Regions from separate parts of the Mus musculus genome. Here region 1 is linked to region 2. A link is a contact called in public Micro-C data. All regions are on one chromosome and are shown on one strand. The core of a region is the stretch at or near the end of the contact, and the rest is flanking DNA. Distances in the headings are between cores, read along the strand shown.

Evidence for each region. Hi-C and Micro-C count contacts between places; a contact is called where the count stands out from the background.
Region 1: a contact with region 2 is called in a Micro-C map of stem cell-derived neural progenitor cells, with 9 times the contacts expected there. The contact joins two enhancer-like sites. A contact is called at or near these places in 9 of 39 promoter capture datasets (3T3-L1-derived adipocytes, the HPC-7 cell line, cranial neural crest and 5 more), 1 of 15 datasets of contacts at CTCF or cohesin (embryonic stem cells), 8 of 484 Hi-C or Micro-C datasets (the AtT-20 cell line, Th1 cells, embryonic fibroblasts and 5 more), 7 of 115 datasets of contacts at active chromatin or transcription factors (SST interneurons, craniofacial prominence, embryonic basal ganglia and 4 more) and 1 of 9 other capture datasets (embryonic stem cells).

The regions. Positions count from the first base shown.
Region 1 is chr1:57,787,702-57,792,714 of GRCm38.p6, reverse strand. All of the region lies in intron 1 of Spats2l (spermatogenesis associated, serine-rich 2-like), which reads right to left. Among named protein-coding and RNA genes, the nearest start is that of Spats2l, 15 kb to the right of the region's middle. Within about 2 kb of position 2,659, at least 24 of the 459 cell types and tissues checked have an H3K27ac peak or open chromatin away from gene starts, as enhancers often do. A contact at or near this core is called in muscle stem cells, neural progenitor cells and stem cell-derived neural progenitor cells, where this site is marked.
Region 2 is chr1:57,428,316-57,433,457 of GRCm38.p6, reverse strand. No RefSeq gene overlaps it. Among named protein-coding and RNA genes, the nearest start is that of Gm22371, 8.5 kb to the right of the region's middle. Within about 2 kb of position 3,532, at least 93 of the 459 cell types and tissues checked have an H3K27ac peak or open chromatin away from gene starts, as enhancers often do. A contact at or near this core is called in muscle stem cells, neural progenitor cells and stem cell-derived neural progenitor cells, where this site is marked.

The DNA of each region.
Region 1 (5,013 bases), core at 1,410-3,909, 360 kb before region 2:
CCAAGGGCTGTCCAAAGTCTTCTGCTACACTGGAATTGTGTACTGTGGATGCTTCCTGAGTCACAGTAAAAGAAAAGAAAAAAAGAGAAGAAAAGAAAGGATTTCCATCCTAATGGGATCAGCTACATTAATGAATACTGTTAAAGAATTTTATGTAGTATAATTTATTGTAGACTGTACAGCAAGGGAAAAAGTTACAAATGTCACCCCTCCCTTTTCTCAACTCTGAGTTACATCTTACATTCTACGGAAGTATGCAGGCTTCTTTTCCAACATCTGCTTTTTCCCTGGCCTTTAACCAGGCCCAGTACAGTGCAGACACTCAGGAAATGGCTGCTGAAGAAATGGATGAGATGAAGCTTTGGCACCAAAGCAAAGGAAGGAATTTCATGATAGTTTCCTGTGCGGAAGGAAAAGCAAAAGCCAGACACAGTTCCAAAATGAGAACAGCGCGCAGGTTTAGGTGTCACCAAGCATGTTCAGCAAGGTCTGAGCCCAATGGGCCTTGGGTCAGCTCACTCAGGTCAAAGGGATTTGTTTAAAATATCTAGTACTCGACTCCCACCCCTAAGGACCCTCCCCCCCATTTCAACCATTAATTATCTGTAGACATCTTCATAAACACCCTACCATATAGCCCAATCAAGAGTGTTCCCATCCTGGCCATTCCCTCTATTACAGGGAGATAAAGGCAGAGGAAGAAGATAGGTGGGGTTTCTGATCCTGACATAAAGAGGATGAGGGGAGGACGGGTGTGGGGGGGATTGATGGCCCATAGGTCACTTTTCCTGGTATCAAGCTTCCTAACTTCTCCTTATCTTTCCTGCTCTCCAGCAGCACAATTATATTCTACAATGTCATCTTATCAGCTTTTATATTGAAAGCTAAAATGCATATCAAATATGTCATCTTTGCTTCTATTTCAGGACAGCATAGTAAATCCAAATACCTATGTTTTAGATTTGAGACAGAGTCTCGCTATATAGGCTTGGCTGTGCTAGAACTTCCTATTTAAGCCTGGCTGGCCTCTAACTCATGAGTGATCTTACTGACTCTGCCTCCTGAGTTCTGTGATGACAGATGTAGCTTAAATGTCTACCTTTACAAAGGACTTTAAAGTGTTCTAAAGACTGCTCTTTAAGCCTCAATCTCAAATTTAACTCTCCATCCTCTAAGGATTTGTGCTTCAGGAATGAGCATCCAACTTTTGAGAGATTCTAAGCTAGGCAATTGGGGGTTTCAGAGGAGAGAAAATACCTGTGGCAGTATCATCTAATAAGGTAGCAAAGAATCAGAAATGCCTGTGGGGTTAGACCTAGGAAAGGTACTTGTTTATGAATATAGCCACTGTTCATCTGAAAATATTTTAAATTAGCTCCTCTAGTGACTAAGAAAACAAAGCAGGAAAGAACTTCTGAGTTAGCCAAATGATTCGTTCAATATATTTGATCCTTCAAATGATCTGTGACTTTGCAATCCCCATTATCCCCACTGGAGAGTCAAGGATCTGGGGCACATGGAAGGATAGCTCTTTGTCTGGTAGACTAAGTAACAGGTCCAATCTTTAGAAAAGAACTAAAGGTTGACTGGTTGGGCACTTCCCACCCATAACACCTCCATGCGGATGGAGACATTATCAATAGTTCAAGTTGGTAAAGAAGTTCTGTCAGGACCTGAAACTTTCCTGCTTACTGGGACGCTGAAGCTAAGGCTTCTCCCTTTCAAGCATGAGAGTGACTGGAGGAAAGCAGCACAATCACAAGACAGAAGTGAGTGAGCTCAAGAGATGGCGCACCTCGAGAATTCAAAAGCCAAAGCTAGCTGTCCCGACTAGACAGTAACTGGCTGTAAAAGCTACAGCAAAGCACCTCTTATATATGCAAGATTATAACCAGTATTTATTTCTTGATCGCCTTTCCTAGGAATTAGAATCTACGGAATGACAAACCACGATCACCTTATTAAAAAGTAACTTCAATTGCCCCTTTGTTAGGGAGCAATGTAAGGTATTGACTGGCAATACCTGTGCCTTCTTCGTCATATTAATTATATGCTTTTCCTACAAGATTGGCTGCCACACTGCATGCTGTGAGTCAGATCTGAAAGCTGCCAAGATAAATGTTCCCAAAGCCGACTTTTTAAAGACAACTTGGCAGCTCACAAATAGTCCTTTGGCGGGGGTATACCCCAATATACTTCAAGTTTCCCCCATACCTGTACTGATACTCAGAGTATTATCAACATTCCTTCAGTGAGTACCATCCTATGGCTAAAGCTAATCAATACCAAACAAGCAAGAAGAGAAACGTGCAATTTCTTTTGACAGTATCAATTTATTTTAAGTGTTCTTACTGCTTAATTCCTTAGCTGATTTACGTGAAGCACTCTGACTCCCGGGCAGATTAGTGATTCCGACCTTGTCCGTACAACAAAAAACAAAGAAGCTTTCTGTTGTATTGACTAAATAGACGTCTTCTACACATGCAATGCTTTCATCAAGTAATCATATCAATGCTGCTTTCCCTTGACTTAACGCCTTATTTTAATGAGGCTCCATTATAAGACATATAAGAACATCCGCACACAAGAGGAACTGCCATCGAGCAAGCCAAGAGTTCCAGCCAAGTGTCCTATCTTTTACGTGGCACCCAGTGACATTTTGTAGAAAGCACAATAGTGACTATTCATTCTGCTGGCCTCCAAGAGACAGGAATGAGTGCATGGCAGAATAGAAAAGGCTTGTGCTTCCAAACCAGACAGCTGCCTGTACTTCCACTACCTATCTGTGACTCCGGGCAAGCAGCCTGTCTGCCCTCAGACCTTCTTCCTCTGAAAATTAGGGGTGACAGACCTCCCTCAAAGGGGCTGTGCAAGGGCAGAAGGGAAACTCTGCTGTGAAGAACACACAGCATTTAATCTAGCACGTTGGTAAACATTTAAAAAAATCTGAAATCTCTTCTCTTTCAATAAAAATGCCATTAGAAGTAGATTGGAAAGAGAGGCCCATTGGTCAGGCAAACTTTATATGCCCCAGTACAGGGGAATGCCGGGGCCAAAAAATGGGAATGGGTGGGTAGAGGAGTCGGGGGGGGGTGTGGGGGACTTTTGGGATAGCATTGGAAATGTAATTGAGGAAAATACGTAAAAAAAAAAAAGAAGTAGATTCATCTTTGAATCTGTTGTCTATACACATACAAAAAAAAAGTATGGGATATAAACTGTGGTGTTCTTTAGGGTGGCACAGAACTAGAAATGAGCAAACTTTAGGGAAATGATACTATCTAAGTGTATTCATATATTGAAATTTATGCAGTCATTCTAAGTGTTTTCAAATATGTTCTGACAAGGAAATTTTTGACCCTAGAATTTGAGTGAATAAAGCAGGAAAAAGAACTCATCTAGTAACTATAGCTCACACACATGTGGCACAGGCTGTAGACCAAACGCCATGCTCTTATTAATTCTAATAATGAATATACACTATGGCCAGCCCATTTCATGGAAGTGGACAAGGAAACTTAGAGAGTTTTGGAACTGCAGTCACTACATAATAATAATTAGTATAGCTAGGACTAGAACCTCAAGGTGTCAGAACTGGAACACTCCAGGGTTGGGGGCATTACTAGGGACTCAACTCAGGAACTCTTGAGTTACACCCTTAGGATTCAAAGCACTTTTAATTACTATTCTACACTGTTTCTTCAGCACTAACTTCTGTGTCTTTATTGAGGCTTGTTGAGAACACACACACACACACACACACACACACACACCATGGATTCTTACAACCACCACAAAATGTGTATCAGGAAAGCAAACACCAAACTTCAACAGTGACCATCTCCAGCTGGTAAAATGTTAGCTGTGTTTTAACCTATTTGTGTCCATTTCTGTACCTCCTAAAGTGAACAAATATGTACGTATGTTTCCATATTTTTTCACATGAGAAAATGTGTGAGGATGCTTCAAAAACATTAACATAAATATTACTCTTTTAACGAGACAAGATTTGTGCCTTGACTACATGAATTTGAGTTTCTTGTGACTACTAACCTTGTACTCTTTTCTACATCTAGTACAAGGTGAAGGGGAAAACATATAAAAAGCATTTTGTGCATAAATTCTACAAAGTAGTAATGAAAGCACTGTGTGTTATTGGAGAGGTATTTGACATTGATCCAAAAGGCCCACATATAACTATTATTGTTAGTACTATTATTATTTGCAAAAGGAAGAAACAGGAAAGACTTTGCAAATAAAACAGACTATTCTGCTTGGAGTAAACACATCCATAGTTGACACTGTGCCATCAACACAGTCTCTGTCATAGTCATGCCACTGATACTGTCATGGAGCATGTCTGTAGGTGCCAGCTTACTGTCTGGACATGTCTCAGCTCAGTACTATCTCTTCTAGGAGGTGTGAACATGACAACATGCTGGAGAGACACGTAAGGAGTAATTTCCTGTCACTTCAATGATTTGTTTTAAGAACATGTTTCTATAGAAATGAGATGAATAATGTGCTAAGAAGCAATTTTCAGTCTTTTTTTTTTTTAAAAAGAAGAAAAAGTAATGTAACCTAAAACCAATTCTAAACCAGTCTTGTTTCGCTCATAAAAGAGATTCTGTAATGTGTAATAAACAGACCAACGGTGAGCGCCACTAATGTGCTGGGCTAAGACATCCCCTTGTTGTATCCTCTTTGACAACAAAGTAAATGTGGGATCATCATACTAGATTTTTTATTTTAAAAACTAACAAAATTCTCATGCTGAAGTCTCTTGGAGAAAGAAACAGACTCCAGGTGTTTAGAGCTAGGGAGAGTGAAGGTGTGTGTGTGTGTGTGTGTGTGTGTGTGTGTGTGTGTGTGTGTGACTCAGTGACAGAGTCCTTGCCCCGTGTATGGGAAAGCCCTGGTTCCATTGCCCAAACCAAACCACAAACTCAAACACCCACATGATAAGTTAATGAAAGTATCACTAACAAACAATTAAAAACTGGATATCAAAAT
Region 2 (5,142 bases), core at 2,283-4,782:
GAACTTTAACTCCGTCCATGGGTGTTTTGTTCCCCCTTCTAAGATGGGCTGGAGATGTAGCTTAATGGTAAAGTACTTGTCGAGCTTGCACTGGGCGTTGGCGCCAATCCTCATCACCACAGACATAAGTTAAGTAAGTTCTAAACAATAGAAGAGGAGGGGAAACCGTTTATTAGTTTCACAGTCATGGCAGTCAGAAATAGCATCAAAGCAGTTGGACCGAAACCCATCGCTTCAGTGTGTCTAGGTTTGGTTATGATGAAGAGCCAGATGTGTTAATTTCCTACTACCTTACAAACTGGCCACTCACATAAAAATCATAAATAACTATAAATAAGCACTCAGCATGTCCCAGGAACCAAAGTCTTTGTGTGTGAATCAACCCTTTCAGAAACCTGTGAGGAACAAACCCACTGAGAAATTCACCAGCCTCACAGAAGAGTCAAGGCAGGCCAGGAGTGAGCCCCACCATCTAATGGCAATACCAAGCCTTGCGGCTCACACACTAGCTTGGGGCTCAAATACCGGGCATCGTTCTACAGTCTTAAAATACAGAAGAAAGTAAGATGGGAACGGTTGCCCCTGATTCCAGGAAAGAGCACACAAGTCCTGGCTCACTCACTAGAGATAAGGACTCTCCTATATGGTCATGTGCCCCGACTACACAAAATTAATTAAAAAAAAAAAACAATTATATGATGTTCTGTAAAATGCCAACTCAGAGTAGGCTTTTAGTCTTTGCCTTTATATTCTTTTTAAACATGAGACAGGCACTGGAGAGAAGGGAGTCAACGGGCTCTTTATTTCAGATTTTCTTATTTAGAAAAATCTGCTGCTTCTTGTTTGTGGCAGGCAGCTCTCTGACCATATCCACATTCTATTATAACATAACCCTCTTACTGCATTTGGAAGAAGATAACATTTTTTTTTAGTCTGCTTTCTTTCTTTCTTTTTATTATATTTCTTGTTTGAAATGTTCAGTCTAGAAGCCTTTGAGATGAGCCAATATTGTCCTAGTAGAAGCTCAGGTATGTGCCTGAGGCCACCCACCTGGTGAGACTAGAGCAGCCACCTGAACTGGTATGAGCTTCACCTAAAGTGACAGGATTGGCACTTCTACAGCAAATCTTGTAAAAATCCTTTGGTGTTTTTTCTCCCCCCAAATGAAAACCCTGCTGTCAGTTCAAACCAGGTGACTTTTGACAAGCTGGGGATTTGGGACATTGATAGGCTTCAAGCCCTTGAGTTGTGTGAGCTGACATCATTGAATCCCTGACACAGGTCAGCCGGACAGCTTGCAGACATGGTTTGAAGTTCACTGTAGTGGGCCATCTCTGGAACCCAAACACCAGGGGACAGGGCATGTGGTATGAGAAGGACTGACCTGAGCCACAGGGGATGGAATAATTTTATATCAGGAGAATGGTTCATTTTATTAAAAATGTCCCTATGAATAAAAAGAATTATGCACCTGGACACAGCAGCACTTGCTGCTCTTCCCAAGCAGATAACTGTATCGCCACGTTGTGGAACCACTCTGGCTTACGAAAATGCTCATGATATGATCTGCTAGGAAACAGGAGGCTTGCTCTGAAGAGGAGATGTTTGCCTCAGAGGAGGCTCTCCACAGCCTGGATAGGAATGACAGAGAGGAGAAGAAGCCAAGGCATTCCAGAAAAGCGCTGGGGTACAGAGCCCTGTGGAGACCAGGAGCTGGGGAAGCTAGCTCCCTTTCAATCTTCCCTCCATTGGGGAAACAGAAGATCCACTGGAAAGTCCTTATTCCCCTTGGCAACACAGCTATCATGGGATCGTAAATCATTTTAACCAGTAGGCATAGTCAACAGATAACTAGATCCAACACCCAGGGGCAGTGAAAGGAAAGCATTAGGGTTACTAAGATCAGAGGTTCAAATGCCAACACTCCACAGGCTGTGCCAATCTCTGCAAGTCCTCTGCCTCTCTGCTCAGGTTTCTGCATTTGACAAGCGAGAGCAGTGAGAGCCACCTCACTGGCTTCATCGTGAAATGAACACTTTGTGTTTGCTTTCCTGTTAGTTTCCCCAGTGTGTTGTAACAAAGAACTATAAATTAGTGTCTCAAAACAGCTAGATCATTTTCCTTCATCTTTCCGGAATCTATGGTTCCAAAAATCAATATATGATCAATCTATGTTCCCCCTGAAACTTCACTTCCAGCTTCCAGCTTCTGATGGTCCCAGACCTCCTCAGCTCACAACTGTGATGGCCACTGACTGCGCCCATTTTCATCCTCTCTCCACGTCCTCTTCTCATCTCAAAAGAACCAGACAATGGAATCAGGACTCACCCTAATCCAGAATGTTCTCCTGGATACATGTGTAAAGTTCTGGAAAAGATCGGAGTCTCAGTTTCCCTATGGATACAGATTTGGTGAGCACTACCGATACTCAATGGCTGGTCGAAAGGACACATGACGGGGACAGCGTCAGCCTTCAAGAAATAAGAGAGCATCTTCCTGTTTTTGTTATTTTTGCCACTGCAGATGCTGTTGGTGTCTTTTTAGGGAGTACGGGATGTAGCAGTGGTTCAAATGAAAATGTCCTCTGTAATAATTGCAGGTATGAATACTCAGTCCCCGGTTGGTGAAAGTGTTTGGAGAGGTGTGGTTTTGCTTCAGGAAGTATGTCACTGGGGGTGGACTTTGAAAGTAAGAGCCTCCTGCAGTTTCTGGTTTCTCTCCCTTTGTGCTTATGGCTGCAGTTTGGTCTTCAAACTCTGGCTGTGCCTGCTGCTTGTTACCATGGCTCTACTTTTTTTTTGGTTTTTTCGAGACAGGGTTTCTCTGTGTAGCCCTGGCTATCCTGGAACTCACTTTGTAGACGTAGACCAGGCTGGCCTCGAACTCAGAAATCTGCCTGCCTCTACCTCCCAAGTGCTGGGATTAAAGGTGTGCGTCATGACGCCCGACTCAACAGGAACTCTTATCTCTCTGGAACTGTAAGCCAAAACAAGTTCTTTCCCTTAAGTTGCCTGGACTATGGTACTTTAGCACAGCAGAAAAAAACAGGTTTACTTAGGGGTGGAAAAAGCAAGGCTGGGGAGCAGTGGGGATAGAGGCAGTTGGAAGATCCAGCTGGGAAGATGGTTCAGCGACCAAGAATGAGAAAGTGTTAGGTAACATTCCTCCAGTGGACTTGTTTGGTTCCTGTAGTCTCCATGACAACACTCAGGGATAAAGTATCAGGAAAATGGACAATGTACCTAGCCCCAGGCTGGGTCTGCCCAATTAGTGTGGCTTCCCTTACTTGGGAGAAAGGAAACAAGAAGATGGGAGGGGGGTGTTTAAGAACACTTTTCCCCCTCCTATTAAACATATTTCAGAATATTTCTTAAGGGAGGAAGAAGAGGAGACTAGATTCTAGAAGTGACGCTTCGAGGGAACGCAGGGCTTCTTGCCGAAAAGGAAGTAATTGTCGACGGGGATCCCTGAGCCCTGGCAATAAATCAAGCGGAACAAAGATGTGAAAGCAGCTGGAAGAGCGGGTGCCTCTTCCTTCCCTAGGCAGGGATGGCAGGCATCCTAGACACTGAAGCTTTTGTTAGTAATGTGATCTGAATACGCCAAAATCTCACCCTGAGGTTAAAGTGTACTCTGCCAGGCGTCGCTGCAAACAGTTTCATACAGATATGGCACACATCTTTGGAAAAGATGGAAGGATAAGAGTAAAGTCACAGCTACTGAGTACAAAAAAGAAAAAAAAAATCTTTTGATCCTCTTTTTTCTAGAGACTGTTCTGGTAGCCTTGTCACTGGATGCTCTTGGTACTGGTTTTAAATTATGGACCTATTGACAGAGTGGTGAAGTCTGTAGATTTCTCATCATTAAAAAAAATGCTTTAAAGTAAATACACTTAAAACTAAATAAAACCGTCTATAACAACTCAAAGCAAGCCAGTGGTATCAAAAGGTAGGTATTAAAATGTCAAAACAAAACCAACAGATATGTGATATGGTTCTATGTGTACTTCTATATTAATGTGCTAAATAACAAGAGCTAGCAGCAGGTTCCACAGTTACTGCAGTTTTAAAGCAATGAAGAGTGTGAGCAGTGTTTCTAGCTGTCCCGAGTGGGAGCTGCAAATTATCTTTGACTTGCGTTCACAATTGAATCAAAACTCTCCATTTCAGCTGGAGATGGATAAAAACCAACACGGGGTTTGCCCCCATTCCAGTTCTCGGAATTCTATCTGCCAAGATTTGTGCCCCGTCCCAATTTAAAGGCTACACCATGTAAACCTCACAGGCACCCAGTTTTTGGTGGGGTTCTGCCAGACAGAGGAGTACCGACCATTATGTTAGCAAAGGCTGCCGCCTGCTGGCCAAAACATTCAGACTGTTCACTTAATTGGCTGTGTTAGAAAACAATGGGGCAAGCTATTAATTCACTGACTCGCATCTAGAAATGGAGCAGGAGGCTACTTGTCAACCCAGCCCCATGGCATCCAATCAGTGCAGATTTAAAAGCCCCCTTTGGCTTAGCTGGCAAGTGCTGATGGCTGGTACTGTTGGTCATTAGCAATGTGGGACAAGACGCCAGCATGGCAGGCTGTTTCTAGGGAGATTGCTCTGCTCAATTCTGATCTGTGAAAGTACAGATCGCTTAAAGGTTAGATTTCCCAGTGGGCTTGTCTGACCAAGGTGTTCAGGATCTACTTTCAGTGCTAAGGGCATGGGGCTATATGGAGAGGAAGGAAAAGGAATTCAGAGCGACCCGTGTGCCAGAAACCAGCTAAGTACTTTCACGTATGCGGCTGCATTTAATTTCTAAGAGAATCCTGTTACTGTTATGATGAGGACTGAAAACAGTCACTAAGGCTTAGAAAGGAAAGTTGGCACCATCACTCGGAACGCATGCACCGCTTGGGAGCTCGCTTGCTTCCCAGTCTCTGCTCTAGTGGGTAGGTAGGCAAAGATTCTCACAGCAGTGCCTACTCCTGTTTGCCCAGTGTTCTGCAGCCTAGATTTTACCAATGGCACAAACCCAGACAAGTTTGTAAATCATTCCATGCCCCCATTCCCCTGTCTGTAAAATGAAGATAATGATAACCCCTCTTTAAGGTGGAAGTCTTGTTGGAAATATTGAGTGTGAGTCCCTAGGGCA